Regions from separate parts of the Macaca mulatta genome. Here region 2 is linked to region 1. Evidence: chromatin contacts called from public Hi-C data. All regions are on one chromosome and are shown on one strand. The core of a region is the stretch at or near the end of the contact, and the rest is flanking DNA. Distances in the headings are between cores, read along the strand shown. Region 1 holds the start of YPEL4 (yippee like 4). Region 2 holds the start of P2RX3 (purinergic receptor P2X 3).

What was found. Hi-C and Micro-C count contacts between places; a contact is called where the count stands out from the background.
Region 2: a Hi-C map of fetal cortical plate shows a contact between it and region 1, with 3 times the contacts expected there. The contact joins the promoter of P2RX3 here to the promoter of YPEL4 in region 1. A contact is called at or near these places in 5 of 14 Hi-C or Micro-C datasets (CD4 T cells, blood, fetal cortex germinal zone and 2 more).

The regions. Positions count from the first base shown.
Region 1 is chr14:15,745,705-15,752,044 of T2T-MMU8v2.0, reverse strand. YPEL4 (yippee like 4) reads right to left here and starts at 3,857. Exons shown (of 5, transcript NM_001261807.1): 1 at 3,709-3,857; 2 at 1,011-1,335; 3 at 796-839; 4 at 344-452; 5 at 1-121. The coding sequence starts at 1,151. The coding sequence ends at 32.
Region 2 is chr14:16,066,306-16,072,645 of T2T-MMU8v2.0, reverse strand. It overlaps P2RX3 (purinergic receptor P2X 3), which reads left to right and starts at 3,222. Exons shown (of 12, transcript XM_001103269.5): 1 at 3,222-3,533. The coding sequence starts at 3,415. It overlaps SSRP1 (structure specific recognition protein 1), which reads right to left and starts at 1,093. Exons shown (of 17, transcript NM_001257891.1): 1 at 1,023-1,093; 2 at 365-537. The coding sequence starts at 418.

The DNA of each region.
Region 1 (6,340 bases), core at 2,608-5,107:
GCGGAGGAAGGGCACAGCCTGCCTGAGCCCCTCAGTCCCAGCCGTTGTCCTTCACCATGTGTGACATTTCAATGATATATTTCCCTTCCTTGTACTTCTGGCTCGTCTCAAAAGCTTGTTCCTGGTGAAGGAGAAAGCAGTGATTGTAGGACAAAGCAGTTTCCTTCCAGGCCCCATTGCCACCTGTACGGCCCCCACCCCGAGACTCATCCACCTAGCCCAACCCAGTAACTAGTTCTTTCTTTCCTCTTTGGACCATGCAAGGACCTGATGTGGTCACTGGGGCTTGAAGGGCTGTGGGGACTTCCACTTTAGAGGGTGACCCTCTTCCTCAGGTACTTACATATTTCCAGCCCAGTGTGGTTTTGCAGCTCTCACAGAAAATATCAGCTACCGAGTGGAGCCCCGTGAGCAAGAGGCGCTGTTCAGCTGGCCCGCAACCCACGTTGACCCTGTCTCAGGAAACAGGAAGGACCCAGCACCCAGTGGGATTGCACTGTCAGTCCAGTCCCCAGACAGCCCAAGGGAACTTCCAACTGGAGAGAACTGGACAGCCCCTGCCTTTAATAATTCACCCCTTTAAGACTAGAGCCTGGGCCTTCTTTTTCCAACGTTATGATTTCAATTCTCCCTGGGCTCCCCATGTGAGAACTTCAGACTGAGAACCCCTTTGCAAAAGGGGAGGCAAAGACTGAAGGCACAAGATCACCTTATGGATTCCCCCCTTTCTCCACAGGGAAATGACTCACTCACACATAAGCACAAGCACACGCACAAGGAAAGAGGTAGACTCACACGGAGTTAAACAGGTAGGCTCGGCCATGGCTCCCTTGGAAGGACTGTGGAGACATAGGACAGACAGTGACTACCAAGCAGCCCTCAGCCCCACTGCCTGAATCCCCGCAGGGGTGTGTGGGAGAGAGGAAGAGCTTCGCTGCCTCACCCCTGGGTGATGTTCAGGCTAGCCTGGTGCACGAGAAGAGGGGAATGGCAGGTCCCGCTTCACATACCTTGGAAATAAGCTCATCGTGTTTGGCCAGGTGTGCACGGCAGTGGACACAGCTGTAAGTGCGGTGGCAGCGGGGCAGGTAGCTGCGGAAAGTCTTGGTGGGGAGGCAGGCAGGGCCTGGACCGGGGTCACAGCTGGGCATGACGGGCTGGAGGACAATGCCCTGGCGGGCTGGAGGGGCTGGCGCCGTGCAGCCCCCGCAGAGACGGTCGCAGGTGAAGCAGCGGAGCAGGTTGGCTAGAGCCGTGTTTCAGGGCAGGAGAAGTGTTGGGGGGCTGCCCGGCGAGGGCCCCCCCAGACGAGAACCAGATAGAAATAGAAGTCACCTGGGAAGAGGGGAAAGGACATCAGGGGAGCCGTGACCTCAGGAGGGCCCCTCCTGAGGGAATGGAGGAAAAGGGGCTCAGCTCACCCATACCTCTACTTCCCCCATCACCATCGATCCCCCCTCGGCATCCAGTTGCATTGTTGCCCTGTCCCCTGGATCCCCATCCTGCTCTGGCAAACCTGGCAGCCGATCCTTTCTGGCGCCAAAGCCAGGGAGTCGGTGTTTCTCCCTCCTGGGGCAGAAGCAGCCTCCACCATTTTCCACAGAGAGAAGCCCACGAGCACAGACGCTGCCATGGGAGCAACGTCATCTGCAAGTGCCCTCTCCTTGGTTTTCAGTTCTTCGTGAGGCTCTGCATCGCACAGGCATTGGTAGGCACTGTGTCTCCGGGGATCAGAGTCTTTTAAGAGTTGGGGATGCCTGAAGGTCTTTCTTTTACATGGCCTTTGTTTGCAATACAATTGATCCTTTATACATTTTGGCGGGGGAGGTGTAAGGTGAGGGGAGGAGGAGCATGCAGGCAGGTTTACAAACCCTGATTCAGTTCTCTCCTGAGGTCAGGGTCCTGCGCTCTTCACTAGAACTTTATAGTTGTTTCCAGCAGTACGGAAGCCCTCACATGTGGCCGCCCATTCCCGCACCTTGGTTCACTCATTCTGGCCCAGAATAAGCACCTGCCTGTCTTCCCAGCCTCTGGGCCCCTTGGTCTTTCTCTTTCCTATTCTTTACTAACTGTTGCCTTAGCCCTTGGTTAAAGACTTAGGCAGAAAATACATTTTCTTCAGGCAATCTGACAGCTGGAGCCAATGGGAAATGGGTAGCGTGTCAGAGGAGCCTGATTCCTGGGCTGGGCAGGGCTGTGTGGTAGGGTGAGAGCAACGGCCACAACGAACAGCAGAAGGAGGACTCATTTTTAACAGCTGTGCTTTGGGGCACAAGGCAGAAAATGTTTCTACCTTCTCCCAGGGGGCAGGGACAAACAGCAGTGACTGTGGGTGACTGAAGATGAAGTAATTGCTGGGTTCTGATTAGGAATAGAGGAAGATTGCCTTCTGCCCACGCGCCAGCTTCCGAGTGGCTGAAGGTGCTGGAGGAGAGGATAAGAAGGGAGGTGGCCCCTGTGGGCTCCGATAAGCAGGTGAGCTGCTGCTTTCTGCTTCATAGAGCTCCCAGCCCGCTGTGGGTGGTTAGCCTAAGTCTGGTTCAGAGATGCCAGCTGGGCACTCTGGCAATGCTAGAGCACTAAGCAGAGGCGAGGCAGTGTTGGCTGCGGTTAGCCAGGGCATACAGACTGTCCTCGTCCTGTCGTCCGCAGTGGCCACAAGCACCCAGCCGTTCCACTCTCTGAAGGCCGCCAGGCAGTCTCTCCACAAAACCTCCATAGAGACTATCTTCAGTTTCAGGTCCTCTCCTCCTGGCTGGGCCCCAGGAAAACACCTTGGGCTGAGTTCAGGGTGACATTGGGCTCCGGCTGCAGGAAATGGGCCCTCCTTGCCAAGAGACCACCTTTCAGTCTCTGCTTCACAGGTCTGCCTTCAACTTTGCCTGCGAGTTCCCCTCTGACATGCACTACCTTGAAACACCTTCAAGGGGCATGGGGAACGGGGCAGCTTGGGTCCCCAATCTTGGGCTCCTTCTCCAGCCTCCAGCCGTCACGCCTCCCTCCCTCTCCCCTAATTCCCAGTCAAGCCAAGGAGAGGCTGCAAGGAAGGCCAGAGAATCACAGAAAGGGGAGTAGGGGTCATTTTTTCACCCATCTCGGATCACAGGGAGAAGCAAGTTGGGCAAATGACTGGAGAAAAAACAAAGGCAAGCCGAGTGCTGGGGAGAGATGTTCCCCTGAAGTGAGATGGGGCTGGACCGTGGGAGGAAGGGGAGAGGGAGGGCTGGCGGGGGCAACTGACAGCTGACAACAGAGGCGCCGAGGCAGAGGCTGGAGGAACCAGGTGCGAATCTCGTGCTTCTTAGGGGGGAAAGAAAGGGAGGGGGACACCTGCTCACAATGGATTTTCTCATCTGCTCTGAGGTTTTGGCATCCCCCGGGCTGGTATTCTCAGTATGGTATGGTCCAAATAATTAGCAGCACTGCCAGCTCCCAGGGCAGGCTTTGGGGGTCTGCACCAGCAGCAAAACAATAAACAGTAATGCCTGATGCTACAGCCAAAGTTGCCGGGAAATAAGTGCGGGAATCGTCAGAGCTTGGAGAGGGATGGAAGAACCGAGAGAGAGGAGCGGAGGCAGCAGGGAGGGGGAAGGGAGGACAAAGGGTGGATGAATAATGTTTTTGCGAAGGGGAGAAAGCAACACGCAGCAGGAGGAGGAAATTTGCAAAGAGAAAAAAAATTCATTTGGAGAAGGGCTGCCCCCTCACCTTGAGGTCTGCTCCAGAGATCTCCGTCTATCTCTCTCTCTCTCTCTCAATCTCTCAATCTCTCTGCTCACTCTTCTCTCTTCTCTTTCCGCTCCTTCAATTGGGAAGGGGATGGGGGTGGGTGGGGGGAGGGTAGTTGGGGACTCAAGACTGGGGCTGCAAAGCTGGCCAGCTGCTGGGGGGGCAGAGGTTGTCTCTCGTTCTGTACCTCGGTCTGTGGGTGAATGTGGCTGTGTGTTGTGGAACTGCATCATAACACTGTGAGTCATCCATCCCCCCACCCCCCCTCACCTCCCACGTCAGAGCAGGGCTGGGAGACACAGGAGGCGGGTCGGAAGGAAGGGAGGGGGCAGGCATCAAAGGATGGGGCTAGAGGAGTGGGGGCCGAGGGACGAGGTGGCGATGGTGGGCAAGGGGAGAGGCAAGTTGTTAAGGAGGAAGGCAGTGTGGCCAAGGAGATAGGAAGAACCTGGGGGAAGACAGGGCTGGGCAAAGATGCAGTGAGGGTGGCAGGGCTAGAGGAAAGGAGGTGGCAAGGCTGGTGAAGGAAGATATGGATGCAGAGTGAGGCAGCACACACACATTTAAGATGATACACTTTCCCATTTCAGCTTGGACACCAGCCCTGAAGCAGGGAAAAGACAGATGTACTAATTGTCATGGATGGCAAACCGTGCCCCAAAACTTGTACCAAGCCTTAAAGCCTCAGTTTAATACTCCTGAAGGAGTCATAGACCCAATATGACATTTTGCATGCAGAAACCTCTTAACAGCTACCTCCAAATTATGTGTGCTTCATGAATGGAGACACCTACATTATATGAAATTTTCTATTGGGCTGTAAACTTCCTGAGACAGGCCTTCTGGGAAATTCCTCTCTACATCCCAGGACCGCAATGCCTAGTACAGACCCATGCATTTAGATGTTTCCAAAATAGCAATTGTTTCCGCGGCATTATGTTCTGCTGGCCTAGAGGTCTTAGTTCCAGAGGGAGGAACGTGGCCACCAAGAGACACAACAATGATTCCATTAAACTGGAATTTAAGATTGCCACCTGTCCACTTTGGGTTCTTCTTACCTTTAAGTCAACTAGCTAAGAAGGGAGTTACAGTGTTGGCTGGGGTGACTGACCCAGACTATCAAGATGAAATCAGTCTACTGCTCCACAATGGAGGTAAGGAAGTATGCATGGAATACAGGAGATCCCATAGGGTGTCTCTTAATATTACCATGCCCTGTGATTAAGGTCAATGGGAAACTACAACAGCCCAATCCAGGCAGGATTACAAACAGCCCAGACCCTTCAGGAATCAAGGTTTGGGTCACTCCACCAGGTTAAAAAAACATAATCTGCTGAGGTGCTAGCTGAAGGCAAACGGAATACAGAATGGGTAGTCAAAGAAAGTAGTCATCAATACAAGCTATGACCACGTGACCAGTTGCAGAAATGAAGACTGTAATTGTCATGAGTATTGCCTCCTCCTTTTGTTAGGAACATGTTTGTGCATATATACACTTGTACTAAGAAAATATCTTGGCCGGGCGCGGTGGCTCAAGCCTGTAATCCCAGCACTTTGGGAGGCCGAGACGGGCGGATCACGAGGTCAGGAGATCGAGACCATCCTGGCTAACACGGTGAAACCCCGTCTCTATTAAGAAATACAAAAAAAACTAGCCGGGCGAGGTGGCGGGCGCCTGTAGTCCCAGCTACTCGGGAGGCTGAGGCCGGAGAATGGCGTGAACCCGGGAGGCGGAGCTTGCAGTGAGCTGAGATCCGGCCACTGCACTCCAGCCTGGGTGACAGAGCGAGACTCCATCTCAAAAAAAAAAAAAAAAAAAAAAAAAAAGAAAATATCTTCATTTTATTTCCTTTCTTTTGCCTTTATCATGTGACATAAGACTTACTGACTTGATATCAGCATTTTTTTTTTTTTTTTTTTTTTTTTTGAGACGGAGTCTCGCTCTGTCGCCCAGGCTGGAGTGCAGTGGCCGGATCTCAGCTCACTGCAAGCTCCGCCTCCCGGGTTCGGGCCATTCTCCTGTCTCAGCCTCCCGAGTAGCTGGGACTACAGGCGCCCGCCACCTCGCCCGGCTAGTTTTTTGTATTTTTTTAGTAGAGACGGGGTTTCACCGTGTTAGCCAGGATGGTCTCGATCTCCTGACCTCGTGATCCGCCCGTCTCGGCCTCCCAAAGTGCTGGGATTACAGGCTTGAGCCACCGCGCCCGGCCGATATCAGCATTTAAGTGTTGTTACCTCTATGTAATAGCATTTGGGTTGGGGATTGGTGTGTTTCCGGTTGTACGAAGGATAGCTGTATTATGTTAAGCGTAATTATGACCTTATTATTGTCTTTATTTGAAGATTATGTATGATTTCAGGAGACGTGTATGGGTTCAAGTTGACAAGGGGTGGACTTGTGATGGTTAATATTGTCAACTTGATTGGATTGAAAGATGCAAAGAATTGTTCCTGGGTGTGTCTGTGAGGGTATTGCCAAAGGTGATTAACATTTGAGTCAATGGACTGGGAAAGGCAGACCCATCCTCAGTCTGGGTGGGCACGATCTAATCAACTGAGCCAGAATAAAAGCAGATCGAAGAATGTGGAAAGACCAGACTGGTTTAGCCTC
Region 2 (6,340 bases), core at 1,973-4,472, 320 kb before region 1:
GGGTCCAGTTCTACCCAACACACTTTCCAGCTGCGAGTGGGCTGGGCAGACTGTCAATGCAGGAGCAACAGCTGAGGTGCAAGGAGTCTAGATTCCACACCAGGCTCTGGTATTTAGAATCCTTAACAGATTCTCAGTTTCCTCATTTGTAAAACAGGAATTGGGAACTGAAGAGCATATACGGTCCCTATAACTCTGAGACTATCTCTCAGTATTGCCTCGTGTTGGGGGAGACACTAGGTACACGTTATACTGAGTCTTCTTTTTCCAAAATAACATTACCAAAGCAAGCTCTCGTTAATGGACAAAAACTCTACCCTCCTTCCTTCTCTCTACTTGTATCAACTGCCCAAGCCATTCTCACCATGGAGCCTTTCACCTCCTGATAGATGTCGTTGAACTCCAGTGTCTCTGCCATGTCGACCCCTGCCTGTGGTGGCCTGGGCAGAGCCCCAGGCTGCACAAGGGAAACCGAGTAAACTGGGGGCTGGGCCCCAACTCCTGAGTGGGTGGGCGGATGCTCAGCAGGTTGGGAATCTAAATTCAAGAGGAAGACAGATAAGCATGAAAGACAGCACCTCGCTGTGCTCACGGATGGAGCACAGCAGCAACTCCCAACTGCGCCTGGGATGTCTCAGGATTTCCTCTGCCTGGAAACCTACAGACGGACGCTGCAGCGCTCGAGGGTCCAGGCCTAAGCCCAGGTGGAGAACCGGGCCTGGAATACCGCTGACACCCAACCCGATGCCCGCTCTAGCCGCTCTGGCGGGAGCCATGGCAACGAGCAGCGGAACCCCAGGGTCAGCCCGGAGCCCGCACCTCGCACGCGCCCCAATCCAGCTCAGAGTGCAGGGTTTCCCTCGCAGCGCTCCCACCACCCCGCGGGCCTCCGGTTCACCCCCGCCCCACAGGATGGATTCGCCCGCTCCCCGCGGTTTCGAACGCGGAATGGTCCATGTCGAGCGTCCCTTGGGGGAGGGGCGCCCCTGCCTTCCTGGGACCGGGGGACGACCACCACCTACCTCCTCAGGCTGCAGCCTCGCGAGGGCCCCGGCGCAGGAGGTGGGCGCGCTGGGGGGACGCGGTGGGGCGGGGGATGGGGGGGACACCGGGGAAGCTTTTCCCGCGTGCGCGGCCCCGCGTCCCGCCACCGGAAGCCGTGCACAGGCCACAGAGACGACGAGCTGGCTAGAGAGACGCGAGCCCGGCCCGCCTGCGAGACAGTCGCATAGAGCGTCAGCGACTCTGGAGGACCTGAGGGAAGAGTGGTTGCCGTGAAGTCTCTCTCAGCCGGGTGGAATCTGCCTAGAAAATTTGTGTAGGGCTCTTTAGAAACTACAGACACTTCTTCAGTGGAGACTAGATACTGAAGAGAAATTGTGTAGTTGTATTGTATCAGACTTAGCTTAGTACAGGAATGGGGTGGGGGTGTGTGTTGAAATGATGCGTGCCCGTTTCTCTGCAAAATAGTTTCTGTGTCATGGAGAGGAGTCGATGGAACACGAAGAAAAGTATTTGAACAGTTGTGGGAAGAAACGACCTCTCGCACTGGCTGCGGAGAGAATGCGGGTGTTGGTGTCACCGTGGGTGCACTGCTTTCTGGCTGACCTGTCAAGTTCGCCGTCTACACCCAAAATTTTCACATCCCTAACCGAAATGTATAGGTCCCCCCAAGAGGCTGACAAATGGCCGTATCCAGTTCAAGTCCTGGTATCAGATTCACTTTGGAGCCAGAACTGATTTGAAACCACATCATCCTGGGGTTGCGGAAGCCAGCTCTCCCTCATATAGTCCCAGAGTGCATTTTTGCAACATCAGAGACCAGACCTGGAAAATATATTTTAGTTTTTCTACCCCAACCTCTTTTTACTGATGGGAATACTGAGACCCAAAGGGGAGTGAGTTGCCCAGGGTCTCAGTGCGTTGGCAACAAGGCTAGGACACAGACCTCCTTACCACCACCAGTCCAGTTATCTTCTGTCATAATCACAGTGACTGTATGTTCAGAATGATTGATGATATGTGTCCTACATGAAGACATTAGTACAGAATATGTAAACTCAAGATTTCCCTGACAATCAGTACACCAGCTTGCTAACTCAATCCTGAGGTAAGAGACAACAGGAATGCACCCTTCTCCCCTGAATTCATAGCTTTAACCTCTGAGTAGTGGCTATTCCAGCATTATCTAGCAATATAAATTCAACTGGGTTTAATAGATAGATATTGAGGGCCTATGACTAATTTAGCACACTTCTCGGATTTGAGGAACTTGAACAAGACGAAAACATCCCTGGCTGGGCGCAGTGGCTCACACCTGTAATCCCAGCACTTGGGGAGGCCGAGGTAGGCAGATCACTTGAGGTCAGGAGTTCAAGACCAGCCTGGCCAATGTGGAAGCCCCGTCTCTATTAAAAATACAAAAATTAGCCAGGCATGGTGGCGGGTGCCTATAATCCCAGCTACTTGGGAGGCTGAGGCACAAGAATTGCTTGAACCCAGGAGACAGAGGTTGCAGTGAGCTGAGATCGTGCCACTGCACTCCAGTCTGGGCAACAGAGCGAGTCTCTGCCAAAAAAAGAAAAAGAAAAAGAAAAAAAAAATGGAAGGAAGGAAGAAAAGAAAGAGAAGGAAGGAAGGAAGAAAGAAAGAAAGACCCAGCCCCAACCTTTCGGGAAAACATAATCTAACAAATGATTTTGATAAATAAACTGAAAAAAAAAAAAAAAGAAGTGCTAACTGCTATGCTACAGGTAGAGTGAAACTCATTACCAACTGGAGTTAGAAATATGTGAGTCTTTACTCATCACACCCCAGAAGACCCAGAAAAACTTTCAAGAGACCCTCTCCCCCTGACCCATGCCACTGGGGGCAATTCAGGAAAGGAGGGGACGGCTGCAGAACTGGGTGGAATTTGGCTGGCACTCAGGAATGAAGGCGGTCTTCAGTTCAGGCAGGCTGTTAGGTGACTAGGGGACGGGAAATTGCAAAGGGCTTTAGGGAGAGCGTGAGCAGCTGGTGAGCTGGGATGAGGATGCTGCAGAAGAGAACAGAACAGAAACAGTAGACAGAGTGCAGATAAAACATTAGTCCCAGAGGGCTCCAGCCAGCTACATCCCAGGCAATCAGGAGCCCAGGATTGGAGACCCCACCCCTGCTGTGACATCACAGGGGAGTGGGGTGGAGACGAACAAAAAGGGGGTCCCCCGCCCTGGTCTCTTGGAAGCCAGAGTATCAAGAGAAGAGAGAACCTGACTAGGGTTGCCTGGCTTAAAGGGACAGGCTCCCCAGTCCTCCGACCCCTCTAAGCTGCCCCCTCCAGGTCGTGATCCTGTCTCCCTGTCCTGTGGGACCTCCCTCTCCTGAGGCCACCACTGGGCCCCCTTCTGAGTGTCCCCTGAGCACTCTCTCAGTATGAACTGCATATCCGACTTCTTCACCTATGAGACCACCAAATCGGTGGTTGTGAAGAGCTGGACCATCGGGATCATCAACCGAGTAGTTCAGCTTCTGATCATCTCCTACTTTGTGGGGTGAGTCTGTGGCCCTTCAGGTCCCTGGCGGGGTGGGCTGCCTGGCATCCCATCTTCACCCTCCTGCCTCAGAAACCTGCATCCAGCTTCCTGAGCTCCTCCCCTCCCGGGGAAACACTTTCTTCTGTGGAGCCGAGTCCTAAAGACTGGCCTCTGCCACCCCCACCTAGGACCTGAATTCACCTAGATGAATTCTTTTCCCAGTTCATCCTCCAGCGTTGAGAGTGGTTTCAAGACGCACACTCGGAGGAGTAGGGTCCCTGCCCTGGCACTGCCCTCCACCGAGGGAGGGCTCAGGAGCTCCATCTCCACCCTCCCTGCTCTCATCTCTCCAACCAGAGAACAGGCAGACCCCCTCCCACATCTTCAAATTCCCCTCAGTCAACTCTTCGGGGCCTCAAAAAGACAAGACAGCACAGAAATAGGGAAGGGAAGGTACTGAGACAAGGGGGTGGTGGCAGGTTGGTCAAGTTGGTGGCCGGGAGGGAAAGAGAGAACTGGGCCCATTTCAGAGTGAGGAATTTCCTTCCGGCATGGATGGGTGAGATGGTGAGAGAGAGAAAGGCAAGGGAGAAGCGCTGTGCTCTTGAAGGGGAGGACAAGGAGGGAACTGCCCCTTGATGAGGAAGCAAACACAGGCCCAAGGGAAGAGTGGCCAAGGAGAAAAGGAGCTTTTCTGAACACAGTGCAGCTTCCTCTCCAGGAATCCAGAAATGCTCCCCTTTGTCAAAAAGCCTAAGTTCCCCACCTCTCCCTGACCCGGTGCCATGTAACCCATCCTAGCAGTTGCTTAAGAGCCAGGAAGGTGCAAGCATCCCCTCTCAGCCCCCACCGCCTGGAAGCACACACCTACACACACACACACACACACACACAGGCGCGCGCGCACGCACACACAAAGGGCTCTGGAGCAGACAATGGCTGGGGGAGAATGCAGGTCCTATCCTTCTTGTGGTCATTTCCACGCACTGGTGGGCACCAGGAAATACAGGCAGAAACCTCGAAGGTTTTCTTTCCTGGGGTGTGGGTCTCCAATCTTATGCTGTTCTTTGAGACAATGGGTCTGTGCATTCGAGGCAGCAAGCCACTGACTGTTAGGAGTTAGTTCAAGCGGGTCAAAGGAGAATCCTGTGTGACTGTGGGCTGAAGCTGCATGCAAGCCTGCTTGCCTGAAAAGTTGAAGTTTATGTGAGGGTGTGGAGGGAAAGGTGGCTAGATGTGACTTTTTAGGTGATTGTTTGCTCTGTGTGCTGGGCAAGTGCTGGTAGGCTTCAGTGGGCAGGTATTGTAAAAAGGCTGCACCATCCAGTGCTCCTTTGGGAGATTTTAGAAAAGGGATTCCAGCTTTGGAATAGCATTAAATGGCCATGAAGTTCCCTTCCAATGTTGAGGTTTTGTGAGATACGAGGTTTGCAAATGTTCGCTGTCTGCATCTCCAGAGCTTGGCTCAAAGTTGGTTCTTAAATGTTCTGTGTTCACGTGTATATTCAATGCTGTGGTTGTTTATAGCCACAAGATGGTATGTTGGCCCAGGTGAGTGCAAAAGCTGGCTCAGCACATTCCCCATCTGGCCTGGCTCCATTGGCTCCAGGCAGAGATTGATGGGGGATAGAGAGTGGGCTCCTCGACCAGCCCTCTCAGCCCCCACTGCCCTTGTCTCTCCCTCATCATGATCAGATCGAATCCTCCAGGTCTCAGGGCTGGAGCCCAGCCTGCTGGAGCGAGCATGCGAAGCTCTTTGGCATCTTAATTTCCAACCCCATCCATCTCCCAGCCTGACAGCTCCCCACGAGACACTGCCTTCCAGTTACATCAGCGCCCCCTGCAGCCCAGTCCCTTGACCTGAGTCCCATCTCCGTGTACGTGAACCCATGCACGTTGTGACTTCATGAGTCCACCATCATTAATTTAGCAAAAATGTACCAGCATCTCTGCATGCCACGCACTGTGGACTGAGGACGGAATGGTGGGCAAAAGCAGACAGGGTCCTTGCCCTCGTGGGGCTTACAGCGGAAGGCAAGAGATGGGCATTCATCTGATGATGTCCACAAATGTGAAATGTCAACTGTGGCTTGGAGGTGAACAGTTATAGGAGAGCCGCTTCTGTGAAGGTGTTTGGCCTGGTCAGGGAGTAAGGGAAGGTTTTCTGGAGATGTAACGTTTTAGCCAAGACCCGAAGGATGAGTAGGAGCACCCCAGGTGAAAGAGGGAAGAGAGTTCAGGGCAGAGAAACCCACCTCTGCAAAGGGAAGGAGCCTGGCAAACGGGAAAGAAAGGAAGGTCGTTGTGGCTGGAGCCGAGGGAGCAGAGGTGGGTGAGGGTCGTGTACGGTGGATGGGAACGCACACAGAGGCCGGACCTCAGACACCCTTAGAGAGCTTTTGTTTTTACAGGAGATGAATAAACAGAAGCCACGGAAGCATTTTAACCCATGTGTCTGTGGGCACTTTTGTGTGCGCGCGCACGTGAGTTTGAGAGAGAGAGACAGACACGATGAGATCTGAGTTGGGAAGAGCACCGGGGCTGATGCGCCTGGAAGTGGAGGGAGTTGGAGCGGGTGCAGGAAAACCTACTAAGAGGCGGTTTATGGAGAGATGTGACAGTGGCTTGGACCCAACTGAATTTGAAGGGATTTTAAAGGCTATAGTGTTAATCACTGATACTTCAATCTCTTCCCCATCATCCCGACCAGGTCGGCAACCTCGACTCTGCCTCACATGAGCCCATCATTTCTCTGAGAACTTCTCAGAAACACACCACCTGGTCATCTTACATACGCTCTCACCCCCGCCTCTGGCCTCAGCTGC